Regions from separate parts of the Sus scrofa genome. Here region 2 is linked to region 1. A link is a contact called in public HiChIP or PLAC-seq data. All regions are on one chromosome and are shown on one strand. Each heading gives the region's core, a stretch centred on a gene start, on an enhancer-like site or on the middle of the called end of the contact. The rest is flanking DNA. Distances are from core to core; before and after follow the strand shown.

Region 1 (3,020 bases), core at 333-2,832:
CCATTTCTTGGGCCACTCCCGAGGCATATGGAGGTTCCCAGGCTAGGGGGTCGAATTGGAGCTGTAGCCACCGGCCTATGCCAGAGCCACAGCAACACAGAATCAGAGCCCTGTCTGCAACCTATACCACAGCTCACAACAATGCCAGATCCTTAACCCACTGAGCAAGGCCAGGGATGGAACCCGCAACCTCATGGTTCCTAGTCGGATTTGTTAACCACTGCGCCACGACAGGAACTCCTGTAGCTCCAATTTGATCCCTAGTCTGGGAACCTCCATATGCCATGTAAAAAGAAACAAACAAACAAAAAAACAAACAAAAAAAAAGAAGTAGAAAAAAGAAATAAAATGCCCCACAGTAACTGGATTATGAGGAAGGCTCCCCCTCTTCTCTAATTAAAAAGATACATTTTGTATTATTTGTATAATAGAAAGATACATATATTCAATTAAACATATGTTATTTCACACTGTAGGGGTCAAAAGGGGATATGGCTGGGATGGTTCAGGAACCTCATGGCACCTTAGAAAACCAGAGCATTTCTCAGTGTTGAAGGGCAGGGGTAGGGCAAGCATGGAGGCGGAAGGGCCATTGGGGTGTCATTGGAACAATTTTAGTGCAAGCGACAAAAACCAAACTCCAAAGGGACCGCACCAAAATAGGCAGGAGAGAGGAAAATAATGGTGAGGAGGTGGGGCTGGGAAGGAGGGAAGGGGGAGGCAGGGAGGGAGGGAGGGAGAAAGGAAAGAAGGGAGGGAAGGAGAGAGAGGAGGAGAGGAGCTGGCAAAGACCAGCGGGAGCCGGAGCCCCGAGGCTGCTTTCAGGACTCTGTCTCCCCCAAGCCTCCATCAGCTCCACTTTCAGGCAGGCTCGAGTCTAGCGGCACCTGCCAAAGTGGCCTCTGAGCGGCCCAGCCTGGCTTATGTGTCCATCCCTGGGGCCTACAGAAGCAGAGAAGCAGAGAGGGTTGAAGTGTGTGACCCCAAGAAAAGCCCAACATGCTGCTGTCAGAAGGAGGAGAAGGAGACAGAGACAGGAAGAGCCTTAGGTAACAGCTCCAGTCAATCTGGTTCCGGGTGCTTTGGAGACTGGCTCTTAGGTGTGCCCCGGGCATATTTCAGACCTGGGCCAGGAGTTTGGATAAGACCTAGAGTGGCTGCCCTCAGAGGCCTGGGGGCGGTGGGGGAGGGCGGGGGAGGGGGGAAGATTCTTACTCACCGAGGTTCACACTGCGTGCACTGTTCTCCAAAGGAAGTGGGAATTTCCATGTGGTAAGTTCCCTTCCCTGTACAGTGAATTACTATCTTGATGAGAAACCCGTGGGCCGCTGCTTGAGAAGAAAGGTATTCTCTGAATGAGAGGGAACTTAGCACCTTGCTTTCAATGGTGACAGTGCTGGGGTCACCTCGGGGGGTGGACGGATTCATCTACAAATACATACATCTGTGCAGACACCATACTGCTGGCCTCTGCAAAACACATGCTGGGAGAACACTTCTGCTGTTCACGATGTGTTGCTTTGGCCACAACCACTCTCTCCACCACCCCCACACCCTGTGGGCTCGGGCATGTGGGCCTGGAGTTCCCCAGTTGGAACCAGACAAGAGATGAGCAGGGATTGCAGAGGTGGGGCTGGGGATGTGAGGGTGGTGAGCTGGCTGGTAGCGGCCAAGGTCCCTTCCAGGACCTCCTTTGGGCCTCTGTCTCCTAGGCTGTCTCATTCACCACTGAGTTTCTAACCTGAGCCTCCAAGGTCATGCCTCTCTCATTCTCTGCCCCAAGGTGCTCAGATTTCCTTTTCCCTGAGCCCCCAGCCAGAGCCATTGAGCAATTCACCTGTGGGTGTTCTATCCTAAAACTTATAATGCCAGTTGAATCAAGAAAATCCACATGTGGCCCTAAAAAGCAAAAAAAAAAAAAAAAAAAAAAAAAAAGGAATTCAGCTGTAATGAATCTGACTAGTATCCATGAGGATGTGGGTTCACTCTCTGGCCTCACTCAGTGGGTTAAGGATCTGGCATTGCCATGAGCTGCGGTGTAGGTCACAGATGTGGCTCAGATCCCAAGTTGCTGTGGCTGTGGTGTAGGATGGCAGCTGCAGCTCCGATTTGACCCCACCCTGAGAACTTGCATATACCACTTGTGTGGCCCTAAAAGCAAAAAGCAAAAAAAGAAAATCGAGAGCTCTGTCCTCCCAAGGAGGGGACAGAAGCACAGGAGACCCACAGTTCTGGATTCTGATTTGGAGCCAAGGGGCTCCATCTGCTGCTTCCCTAGAATCCTTCCCGACAATGACGAGCCTCCACGATCCCTGCCAGGGGCTCCAGCTGCTCCAGCGTTCCATGACAGCTCTCCGGCTCTTTCCTACCCCAGGGAAAACACGGCTCTTCCCCAGCCCTGGAAGTCCCTGCCCACCCTGGGCTCCCATGGGCTGAGGAGGTGGGAAGGGTGAGTGCGGAGCTTGGGAGCGAGACCACGCTCCCACTAGCTCCAAGAGGTTCTGCTGGGTGACCAGACCTGCTTCTGTGGCGTTCTTAGCCAGCGTGGGGCTATCTGAGAAAACTGCTCTGCCCTCAACAGATCATCAGATCCCTATTAGAGCCTAAGGGAACTACGTTATGGGTAAAAGTGACATTTTTATGGGAAAAGGTGGAGACTAATAGTAAAAAAAAAAAAAAAAAAAGTAAAAAAAAACCCCAACTTGTTATTTCCCCATTTTGTATAAAGAAACCTTTCCCTATAAATGATCCAGCAATTTAATAAATACTAATTGATAATTATTAAATGAATAAAGAAGAGGGAAAAATCTCTTCTATGGAATAATTCTAAATAGGATGTAGATATTCCGTCCTCCAGGAGATGGAGCTTAAGTCCCCTTTCTTTGAGGGTGGGCTGCATTTAGTGACTGGTTTCCAAAGAGTATATGAAAGGGGAAAAATAGCAACTTTATAGGAAAGAAACCTGGTGGACACCATCTTTATCAAGTCAGGAAAGTAACATTGCCAGTGGTAAGCCACAC
Region 2 (3,267 bases), core at 43-2,542, 200 kb before region 1:
GGGTGACTTAAGACAACAGAAATGTATTTTCTCAGTTCTGGAGGCTAAAAGCCTCAAATCCAGGAGGGTTACAATCCCTTTTGGGGTGGCAAGGGAGAATCCATTTTTTGCCTCTTCCATGTTCTAGTGATTACAAGCACTCCTTGGCTTGTGGCCACATCACTTCAATCTCTGCCTCCATGGTCACACTGCTTCCATCTCTTATGTGTATCTTCCTCTCTTCTGTCTTAAGTTTCCCCTGCTTTTCCCTTATAAAAACAACTTGTCATTGAATTTTTATCCACCCAGATAACTCACGATGATCTTCTCAAGATCCTTTATTCATCTGCAAAGACTTCTTCCAAATAATGTATCATTCACAAGTTCCAGAGATTAATACGTGAACACAGCTTTTTGAGGGCCACGATACCGCACACTATAGGATTCCAGAAATTTTTTTAAGTACATCAGTAAAGTGTGTTATGCTTATGTAAAAAGCCAAAGGACATTCATCTATAACTTTACAGTCATTACTATTATTTATTTATCTTTTTAGGGCCACAGCTGCAGCATAGAGAGATTCCCAGGCTAGGGCTTGAATCAAAGCTGTAGCCACTGGTCTGTGCCACAACCATGCCAGATCTGAGCCACATCTGCAACCTACAGTACAGCTCACAACAACAAAGGATCCTTAACCCACTGAGCAGGGCCAGGGATCGAACCTGTGTCTTCATGGAAACTAGTCATATTTGTTCCAGCTGAGCCATGACAGGAACTCCCTATTACTATTTCTTTTTAATGAAAAGATACGGCTATAAGAAGACATCCATTTGATTTAGCTATATACTTGATTTAGCTCTGTTTGGCTATGTATAACTGCTTGCCAGGTAACCAATGCAACCCCTGATCTGGATAAAAGAATCAGTCATTGTGCTCTACAGTAGATATCTTGTGATGACAAGCTTTTCTAAATGGTTGTTTTACTTTCCCCACTCAAATGCCCTTAATCAGTACAGCCCTCTATTTCCAGAGGACTTATTACACAATTTTGATTTAAGGATGCCTTTTTAAGTGTTGGTTATTCATACAAACAGAAACTGAAGGCTAAATTAATTCAAGCAATATTTAAATAGATCAGATGTTTAAAATCTGGAGCAGAGCTAGTCAGCTCTCCTGATTCATTGTGTTATAAGAACATCTTGTATTGATTCATTGTAACTTATTCCAAAGCGGAGATAAACAGAACCTCCATATGCAGTAGCCTCATGGGTACTTCTTCCTTTTGTTTTTACACTGAGAGTTGCTATGACAAGTTACTAATAATGAAAAAATCTCTTTTGCAACAGCCTTGTCTGAGTAGTTCAGAGTGTTTCAAAGACATAACTTACACTAATCAAATGAAATAGATGACAGCACATTCTCCCTAATTTTATAGACGGGGAAAGAGAGAGAGGCAGAGTGATTTGGGATAAGTTGTATAACCAAGAGAAGTCAGATATCCTGACTTTCCATTCAAATCAGTAACTATAATTCGATGACATCTGTGCTTCTGTATTTAGACTCAAAAGACATGTTAGAAAAAGACTACCAAAGAAATACAAGAATTTCTGTGGAAAGGAACAAACGTTTCATGTAAAAATGCCTCTAGAGCTGTGCTCCACTGTAACCACATAATGGATCAAAGACTTAGTACAAATAAAAGAATGTAAAGTCACTCATTAAAACATGCTGAGATGATAATATTTGGGATATGCTGGGTTAAATAAAACATACAACAAAATTAATTCCCCTGCTTCTGTTTACTTTTTAATATGGTGAACAGAAAATCTTAAATTACATTTATGACCTATGTTATATTTCTATTAGATAGCCCTGCTGTAAAGAAAGTTAGGAAATAGTTACCTGACAATATATAGACTTTATTCAGTTAGCAAATACTTATCCAACACCTATCATTGCCAGGCTTTAAGCTAAGTGCTGTGTGAACAAAGAGAATGGTCCCTGACATCACAGAGTTTACATGATCTTCTACACTTCTACTGCACATTTCTTATGTACCATCTCATTTGCGGTAAATGCATAAGAATAACCTAAATTAGAATACTTTACCTTAGGGAGCAAATGCCAATACGTGACTTAGAAATCACAAAATATAAACCATTAGGCCATCTATTTTTGTGATACATTATTTACATTATTATGTTATATATGATTTTTCTGTAAGCCCAATACGGTCTCATTTCCAATAGCTTCTGGTTTCTTGTTCCTTACCTCTAACTAGTTTGCTCCCTCCTATGGTTCGCTTCTACCAGAATGTCTCTTCAACTGGCAGTCTTGCTTGCCATTCACATTACAACAGGGCTGTTTATTATTTCCAGGGGTCTTCAGAGAGGGACAGAGGCTGAAAATGTTAAGTGTACATAATTTTAAGGGGCCGACTTCAGGTTTTTTTTGGACTCAAAACTAGGTTTTGAAGTTTTGGGGGGCTTAAACAAACTAGGGTGATTTCTGAGGATTTTATTTCAAAAGTTAATGCAAACTTATTTGAGGGCTAAAACAACTCCTCGTTAGTTTTGTCCTATTGACGCTTTCACATAAGAAAACTCTCCTGTGTAAAATTTCAAAAACAAATTAACAAGTAGCATTTCTTAAGAAATGACTTGTAAAACAAAATACTAAATAATATTGATAGGACAAGAATGTATAATGTTTTTTAGGCTAATGGCATAGATTTCAATAAGGTGTTATCAATAAACAAAACAGCCGTTCAGGTTTTATTGACAGTTACAGAGAGAGCAATAAAAGCAAAAACTATTTTATCAGAAGGTGATAAGAAAGTATTACATATGATAGCTACTGAGAAATAAAGTACCCAAGTTTTGAATACCCAAAATGACTTCATTGCCCTTTTTTAGTGGGATTCTACCAGCATCTGAAATACAGATGTGTTTAGCAAAGGAATATTATCCTTCAGGCTTTAGCTGTTAAATACCCAGTTGTTTCAATATTATACAAAGCTAACAAAAACTAATAGTTCATGACTTCAAAATAAAAAAGAAACAAAGAAAAATAATAATTACTTTTGATTGCAGAAAGAAATCACCCAAGGAAAATTCAGGTGATCTCCATAAGTAACTAGATTAACACTTTTCTAAAAAGGAATCAACCCCAAACCTCTTTAATTAAGGTAAAGTACTTCATTATATGGTCATAGGTCCTTTGAGTCGTCATTAAACTACTAGTACTGGTTTGCCAAACACAATGCAAATGCAATCAAATATAAATTTA

Evidence for each region. HiChIP or PLAC-seq counts read pairs in DNA pulled down with a chosen protein or histone mark.
Region 2: a contact with region 1 is called in an H3K27ac HiChIP or PLAC-seq map of alveolar macrophages, with 2.7 times the contacts expected there. The contact joins two enhancer-like sites. A contact is called at or near these places in 2 of 5 promoter capture datasets (fetal liver and liver), 1 of 47 Hi-C or Micro-C datasets (embryonic fibroblasts) and 2 of 2 datasets of contacts at active chromatin or transcription factors (alveolar macrophages and skeletal muscle).

What each region holds. Positions count from the first base shown.
Region 1 is chr4:36,462,688-36,465,707 of Sscrofa11.1, reverse strand. No RefSeq gene overlaps it. Among named protein-coding and RNA genes, the nearest start is that of ANKRD46, 64 kb to the right of the region's middle. Within about 2 kb of position 1,582, at least 8 of the 83 cell types and tissues checked have an H3K27ac peak or open chromatin away from gene starts, as enhancers often do. A contact at or near this core is called in alveolar macrophages, where this site is marked.
Region 2 is chr4:36,657,191-36,660,457 of Sscrofa11.1, reverse strand. It overlaps a transcript of RNF19A not described here. Among named protein-coding and RNA genes, the nearest start is that of RNF19A, 31 kb to the left of the region's middle. Within about 2 kb of position 1,292, at least 2 of the 83 cell types and tissues checked have an H3K27ac peak or open chromatin away from gene starts, as enhancers often do. A contact at or near this core is called in alveolar macrophages, where this site is marked.